2 separate regions of the Mus musculus genome follow, and region 1 is linked to region 2. The links are chromatin contacts, called in public Hi-C maps. All regions are on one chromosome and are shown on one strand. The core of a region is the stretch at or near the end of the contact, and the rest is flanking DNA. Distances in the headings are between cores, read along the strand shown.

Evidence for each region. Hi-C and Micro-C count contacts between places; a contact is called where the count stands out from the background.
Region 1: a contact with region 2 is called in a Hi-C map of uterus, with 7 times the contacts expected there. The contact joins the promoter of Tor1aip1 here to the promoter of Smg7 in region 2. A contact is called at or near these places in 3 of 484 Hi-C or Micro-C datasets (CD4 T cells, rod photoreceptor and uterus) and 1 of 9 other capture datasets (liver).

What each region holds. Positions count from the first base shown.
Region 1 is chr1:156,034,063-156,038,002 of GRCm38.p6, reverse strand. It overlaps Tor1aip1 (torsin A interacting protein 1), which reads left to right and starts at 1,523. Exons shown (of 10, transcript NM_001160018.1): 1 at 1,523-2,245. The coding sequence starts at 1,768. It overlaps Tor1aip2 (torsin A interacting protein 2), which reads right to left and starts at 2,339. Exons shown (of 7, transcript NM_172843.4): 1 at 1,895-2,339.
Region 2 is chr1:152,900,106-152,904,215 of GRCm38.p6, reverse strand. It overlaps Smg7 (Smg-7 homolog, nonsense mediated mRNA decay factor (C. elegans)), which reads left to right and starts at 1,570. Exons shown (of 23, transcript NM_001160256.1): 1 at 1,570-1,707. The coding sequence starts at 1,679.

The DNA.
Region 1 (3,940 bases), core at 274-2,773, 3.1 Mb before region 2:
TGACACATACCTATGACCTAGGCAAGAGGGAAAAATCCTAAGCAAATCTATGTTAAATGCGAAGTTAACTGCCTCTAAACTTTAACATCCTTATTTTTTCTTTGAAAAAGCCACTCATAAAACTACTTTATAAGTACTTTTAATTACAAAACAAAGCACATGCCAATTATCCAATAATCTTTGTAACCTCTCATTTTCTCTGATTGACCAATTATGTATAGAACCTCTTCACTTTCTTTTTCATGTATCCTTCAAACCAGAGTTTAACAAGCCAGCACCCAGGTGTCTTTAGTCATCTGTTGCACACACTGCCTTATGAGCTTAGAATATAAACACTACAAAAATTTATATCCTTTCACTGCTGTACATCTATTAAAGAATTTTTGTGATTGTTGACTGTGTAAATAGGCACTTTACAAACAAAGCATTACTGGAAAAGACACAAGCCAAACATTACCAAGTTATCAGTACTTCTCAGCGTTTTGTAGAAAAAAAAAAGCCACACCCAGTTTTCAGGCTACCACGAATGAGTATCACTTTCGTTTTTCCTTAAGTTTTGTTTTCTAAAAAAGTGCTACCAAGTGTGGTGGCCCACACCCTTAATCCTAGCGTTTGGGGAGCAGCGGCAGGTTGATCTCTGTGAGGCTGAGGCCAGTCTAGTCTACAGTTCCAGGACAGGCAGAGATCACCCTCCCTCCCTCCTTTCACTCACTTACACACACACACACACACACACACACATCTTTAAAAAAAGGGCAGCTGTCTCCTTATGGCTCCCCTTCTTTGTAGTTAATAAACAATGCTAAATGAAGCTCCAAACATGACTCTTGAGTCATCTGTGTTGCTGACCAAATTTATAGACTATTTGTGAAAATTCTAGTAACTGGGAATTTGTCTAAGTTTGAGTAACAACTTAAGGTCATTATTTAAAATACTGGAAAAAGGCAAATACTTTTAAGTTTTTTTTCAAAATCACTGTTATGTGGCTTCCAAATAAAAACTCAAAATCGATTTTTTTTTTTTTTAGGGCTAGGGTATAGCTTATTGGTATACCATTCACGTGAAAATTCAAGAATATGGTTGATATGGCTACGACTCAAAAATGGAAACACACCCCAAGAGTGTAACTAAACACAATTTTAAAGGGTCAACAGGTGAATAAAAATTTTAAACTGGGTAAAAGCAATTTCATAAAGGTCCATGAAACTATAATTTTCGCCATAAGATGACATGCAGAATTGCCTTTCTGATCATTTCTCCTCCCAGGGACATTTGAAAAGGAGTGGCCAAAGTAGCAGGGGAACTGCGCAACAGCTTGGGATCAAGGACTGAAACTTGCCCTTTCCCAAAGCCTCTGGGAGCCAGGACCAGCGCCCCCGGTGGTGGGCAACTGGCCATCAGCAGCTTGGCACAGGCCACTTGTCCTACCACCTCCTGGTCGCCCCCACCTTTCCCTCCAAGGCCAAGGACAGAGACGTCCTCCTCCCCCTTCTCCTCCTCTTTGGTGCCTTCAGCCAGGAGGCGGGAGTGACCCGCAGCAGCTGACCCAGCTCGGGCACTGCCTCTCCGACAGCCCTCAGGACACACCATGGGCCTGGAGGCTGGTTGGTGGCACACGAGCGAGGACGCAGGCGGCGGCCCCGGCGACTCTCAACTGCCTCCCTGACCACTGCGACAACCTCCCCGAAGCCATCGCCACTACCCGCAGCGGAATCTATCTGCGGCCAATCTATCGCCACGAACCGACTACCAGCTACGTAAACAACTATGGCGGGAGAAAGGTGGCAGGCCGAGGGGCCCGGAGAAGGTTGGGCCATCTACGTCACACCCAGAGCCCCCATCCGGGAGGGAAGGCGGAGGCTCGACCCGCGAAATGGCGACAGCAGTGACGCGCCTGCGTACGGAGCTCACCCGTCGCGCCGCGGACGACGGGAAGTGAGGTTTTCAGAGGAGCCGGCAGAAGTGTACGGCGACTTCGAGCCCCGGGCGGCCAAAGAAAGGTCTCCGGGGGGGAGACGAACCCCGCCAGAAAAGTTCCGGCCGGCTTCTGCGGGAGAGGAAGTGAGAGAAAGCGCTTACAACCTTCGCTCTCGACCACGGAGGCAGCGGCGAGCCCAGGAAGCCGAGGAGATGAAGACGCGGAGGTCTGCTCGCCTTGAGCAGCACTCACAGCAGCCGCAGCTGTCTCCGGCCACGAGCGGCCGAGGGTTACGGGACTCTCCGTCCTCCAGTGAGGACCGCGAAGGTAACAGTCTCGGCTGCGGGCTCGGGAGCGCGCGCGGCGGCGGGCACGCGGCGGCAGGCGCGCCCCCGTGGAGGCCGGCCCCGCTCCGGCCCCGCCTGGGTCCTGGTGATTTCTGCGGCCCTTTGGGCGCGCACTCCCGGATTGAGTCCACCCGGACCCTCAAGAGGGAAGGACGCAGTGGGCCGCGCGGGAAGGTGGTGGTGCGAAGTGACCCGAGCGGAGGCGGGCAGCTCTGCCTAGTCCTGGAGCTTCAGTTTGGGGGGTCTAGGTCTCCTCTTTCTGTAGGCTTTTGCTAGAGGTCGGCGGCTAAGCCATTGTCGGAGCCCCAAACTACTCTGCGCTCGGTTTCATTTCCGTCCTCTGAAGTTTCTACTGAAGCCACTTCCATTTCCTTTTTTTTTTTTTTTTTTTTTTTTTTAAATCTCGGGGGCCCCAAGTCCCCAGCTGAAAATCCTGTTTTTAAGTTAACTTTCCAGTCGGTTTCTTTCGTTTTTTTTTTTTTTCACCAAGATTGGGAAAACGAGATCATTTCTAGGCGGATGCTACGAGGAGTAGCTGACTTTAATGAATGGGTTGGTGACATTACTCCAAATACAGAGTCTGGTCTCTGCCAGACTTTCCCCCCAGATTGGAGGCCATCACGGTAATCTTAAGTAGCTAAACAAGTCAAGACTGACAAACTACTGAAACAAAACAAGGTTCTATTTATTAGTAAAGCTTATATATGAAGCCCCAGATGCCAACAGGGTGTGTACTATAGTTTTAGTTAAGTCACACAGATGAACCAAATTCTTCAAGCCATCCTCTTATTCCCTGCACTCGGATATAACTGAGTCACAGGTGGTTCCAGTAAGCCCCATGTCAGTCACCTAATTATGAGGTAAAATTCTGAGGGTTAGAGTCACAGTGGGATGGCCTCCCTAATACATTTGATGCATCTGAACAGGAGTGGATTTAAAGCTTAGAGCACAGTAAACTGGCTTGCAGATTTACCTACTTGCCCTTAAAGTCCTGACACACTTGAAGATCTGTTCATTTGGGAAACTTTATGCTAGAGATGTGCATGCTCTTTTGGATGTAAGGAGACAGTTTATTTGCTTATACATGTCAGCATTTCTTTTAAGATGGCAAAGTTGGGAGAAAAAAAAAGGAACCTGTCACGCATGTATGCCTGGTCGAAATTTAGGTACTTGTGTTAATTCTGTCTCAGAAACTGAGACAGTGTTTGCACATGGGAGGCAATGTAACTGTTACTTTTTATTGACTTTCCCACAGAGCCTCCTGCACCTAAATTCAGTTTACCTTTTATACATTTTTAGAGGATTTAAACATTTCTTTTACCTGACTCTTGAACCTACCTTTTAATTTTTTATATTTTCTTTATTTACATTTCAAATGTTATCCCCTTTCCTCATTTCCCCTCCGAAAACTCCCCTATATCCCCCCCCCCCCCCAACCAATCCAATCCCTCTCCCTGGCCCTGGCATTCCCCTACACTGGGGCATAGAGCCTTCACAGGACCAAGGGCCTAACCTTTTAACTTGCTAAAGTAGCATTTTTGTCGTAAAGCAACAAGTAGTGGTTTGTATGTTGTTTCACTTCCATGGTTTGCAGCTGCACGTACCTGTGTGAGTATGTGCACGTGAGTACAGGTAGCCTTGGAAGCCAGAAGATGGTGTTGGGTCCCTTGGAGCT
Region 2 (4,110 bases), core at 321-2,820:
AAATATTCGTTCTCAAAATGGAAAATTATTTTCTTAAACTCCCTCATGCAGATAAATCTAGATACTTTTTTTTTATGGCAAGTTCTAAAACACTGCAGATGTTTTTGAGGAGGGGGTCTTTGGAGATCAACCTTCGATGACGGAGCGTCTTTTCTCTCTGAGGGTACCTCTGGAAAGAACGTCATCAGCCTTTCTGATCGCTCTCCATTCTAAATGCCTAAGAACTGCGTGTTAGCCTCCTAGGCTGGGTTCGAGCTCTCACTAAGTCGCCTACGGGAGGTCTCGCCGGTGATATCGAGTAGGAATTAGGCAAGGGTCGACCGGCTACAAAAAGTCGAACATTCGCGATCGCCGGAGCCGCATCTCGGTTGTCATGTGCCCGTCTCTTCCCTTAGGGACCCGCTTCTGGCGGGATCCCGCTGCCCAGCCTCAAACAGTGGTGGGGAAGCCCCTTCCCTTTCCTCTGACTTCGCAGCATCGCCCTCGCTTTCTCGTTCCCACCCACTCGCCGCCGGCCTTCATAACCTGCCTTTTCTTCTCGGGCCCGGCCCTCTCCCTACCCGGCTCAGATAGGCAACGATGGAGGTGGTTTCCACCCTTGGGGGACTGGCAATGCCTAAAATGAATGCTTCGGGGTCTCCCCCAATTTTTGCTGGGAGAGTAAGGGAGGAAGAAATGGACTTTCCTACTCGGATAACCATTTCGACTTCTGGCTTTTAAAAAGGCAGGGAATCCAAGTGGGGAATCCTGGGCAGTTTCCAGGGAACCCGTTTCTCTACGGGAGGGTCACCCTGTCTACACACGGCAGTTACTATGACAATACAACCACAGCCTCCAGTTTCCATGGCAGCGGCCTGCCCAATCGGATTGGTTTTCCTTTCTATTTCTCCCTGGGCTCCGCCCTATTCCCCCCCCCCCCCCCAACCTTCTCCCAGAGTGCCCGGGGAGGGGCGGCTGAAACGGGGGAGGCCTCTGCGTCACTCTCCGGCGCGCGAGGGGACGACCGGAGTCGAGGAATTGGCGGGCGGAACTGTAGGAGGAAGGGGTGGCGTTTCCGGCGGGGAAAGTGGAGGAGTGGGAAAAAAAAAAAAAAGAAAGAAGGAAGGAAGTGAGAAGTGGGCGGGTGGCCGGGCGGAAGGCTTTGAGTGTGACTCCGGGCTGCTCTGGGCTCGATGTCCGCGGTGAGCCGGGGGCCGCCCCCGCGCCCGGGAGGAACAGGACGGAGCCTTAGGAGGCCGCCGGGCACCAGCACCGGATCGTTCGGCCGGCGCGCGGGCACCGCACCGCTCGCCGATCCCAAGAGGGAGCGCTACAGAGCGGCGGAAAGCACCCAGAGGGACCGGCGCTGCTGAAGTCTCGCGAGAGCGAACCCGACTTCCTTCCTCTGCTTCTCCCCTCCTCTTTCCCCGCCCCTTTCCCCTTCTTTTTCCCCCCCCCCTCCGGAGCCGGAGCGTCCCTGCGCCCCACAGGCCAGAGCCGCAGCCGCTGCCGGAGCCGCTCCCCCCAACTCCCTCCCCCTCGCCTCACTCACTCTCCCCCCCCCCCACCCCGCGCCAAGCGAGGAGGAGTCGGAGGAGAGGAAGATGGCGGCGACCGCCAGCACCCGCGGGGCCGCGGGGCCGCTCCGAGGAGCCTGAGAGACCCACGGAGGCTTCGCGGCGAGACGCGGCGGCGGAGGATGAGCCTGCAGAGCGCGCAGTATCTCCGGTGAGCGCCGGAGCTTGGCCGAGGCGTGGTGGCGACGGGGGAAGGGGAGGCTCTCGGGGGGCCGAGGACCGGCGGACTCGGAAGCGGTGGGGGAGTCGCGGCGTCCTTCTGTCCCCAGGGCGGGGAGGCCGAGCGCGGGGCCGAGCGGGCGGCTGCGGGAGGGGGCGGGCACACACATGGCTGCCTGGCCCCCGGGAAGCCGGGCGAGCCGCGCTCCGGGGGAAGCCGGGCGAGGAGCGGAGGGAGGTTGGGGAAGCGGGAGACGAGAACGTGTGTGTGAGTGTGTGTGTGTGCGTGTGCGCGCGCGCGCGCGCGCCTCTGGTCGCAGGCTGCGGGGCCGGGGTAGGGGAGAGGAGAGCCGGCAGCGACCCAGAGTCGAGGTGGGTGTGAAGGGGTCTGGAGCCCACGGCCCGGGAAACGTGGTGTGCTGGCCGGGGCGATGCAGGAGAGAGGAGGATGGAAGTCGGCACACCTGGGGGTTGGGAGGGCGCATTCTGGAGGGCAAATGAGAGGAAGGGGAGCCCGCAGGAAACGCGAGCTTGTTCTTTAGTCGCGGGCTGGAAGGAGGAGAAATAATGCCTTCTGTCCAGAGTTAGAGGGGTCGGAGAGCCCGGAAAGGGGGAAAAAGGATGGGGAGACGAGGGAAGAGGGAGGTGCTACGAACAAGGTGATGTTCTCGAAAGAAACTGTAGTTGGAAGATACCATTCTGAGAGTCGTGTGCATTCATTAGGTGCGATGTAAGGAACTTGTATGAAGGAGATAGAGTGACCCATGGGTACTGGGGGTGCGTGCGTGTGTATGTGTATGTGTGTGTGTGTGTGTGTGTGTGTGTGTGTGAGTGTCTGGGGTAAGGGAGGGGAAGCAGGGATTGATGCACACTTAAAGAAGACTCACATGCATTAACACCGACGTCGAGAACATTTTGAATGGAAAGACAGCAGCTGGTGTGCAGTCAGAATAGTTTGACGGATTTTGAGTGAGAGCTTGGAGGAAACTAGAGGGGAAAATACAGCCTTCACAATGGGAAATAAGGTTGCTAGTGCCTGAGGCTAATGGAGGAGTTGCTAAGACTGGGAACTTACAAACTGGCCTTTTTGTCTTTCAGGAACAGTGTTTTTCTTTTAAATAGCAGGTCTTATTTGGGAAGATACTTTTAAAAAGTGAGTTGAAACCTTGAGGAGAAGAGAATTGAATGGGTAGATAACTGAGTAAGATTTTCTTTAGCTGTTTAGACATAAGTGATGTGGAAGTCGATGTGTTAAGAGTGGTCCCATATATATATTTATATTGCAAGAGAATTGATGTTGTTCTGTGGTAAACAGAGTGGCTATTCTGTCTTTGAAAGTAGTTATTCATTACACTGGAGAGAGAGTGGTGGGATCTCTGAATCTTTGATGCATGAATTCCAGAGTTTAGCACAATGTGTATGCCTGATATTATAAGGTGGCATTCTCTTTTTTTTCCTCTGTTACCCTTATTACTGCATTAAGTAAACTTTACAGTGAGCTGTGAATATATAGGTGCAGTAGAAAAAAATAGAAACTACCAGGACAGTTCTTAATCTTAAGGAAATTACATGATAATATCCAGTGTGTGAGTAAATTAATAGCACAGACTAATGTAGCTATCACCACAAAAAGGTACCATGTTTTTGAGTCCTAGATGACCTGAGCAGTTGAGGGAAATAGGAAAGGCTCTCTTTGTTCATCTGCTCTTTCTACTCCTATGATTCATTGATTGGTTGGTTGTTCACCTGTAGGTAAGGCATTGTACCAACTGCTAAGAATAGAGAGTAAGGACTCCACCCTCTTACAGAACTTACTAGTTTGTTAGGTTTTAGAAGAAAAGAACACTTAAACTTTTATAAGGATGGACTCTTCCTGACAGCTGTGGATTAAGAAAGGGAGATTCTAAATGGAAGGACATAGATAATAAGGAAATGGAAGGGGGAGTGGTGTTTGGTTAGGCAAGAATGCTGGAGGGCTTGAATGGAGTTTAACTTTTTTCTTTTGCAGATTAGGAAGGTGAGTCCAAAGAAGCTATTGAGGATCGAATGGCTGGTGTGTAAAAACAAATTCAAATGCTTGTCTTGTAGCTTCATGTCAGCTTTCTGTGCTGCATATCTATGCTCATTCTTTGCCCAAGTGTGAACTGAGGGCTTTCTATAATCTAGGAGCTGAGACTTCACTGGTGAAACAAGGGTGAGCATGGGGTAGTCTATCTTGATAGAAAGTCAGTAAACATGAACAGATAAATACACTATAAGGTCCTTTGAAATGATAGAAAGGAAAATAAGGCCGTGTATTTTTATATGAACACAGGAAAACCTATTCTGTAATCTGATGCTAGAAGGGTCTTAAATTTTATGATCTTTAGTTTATAGATAAAATAAGTAGACATCA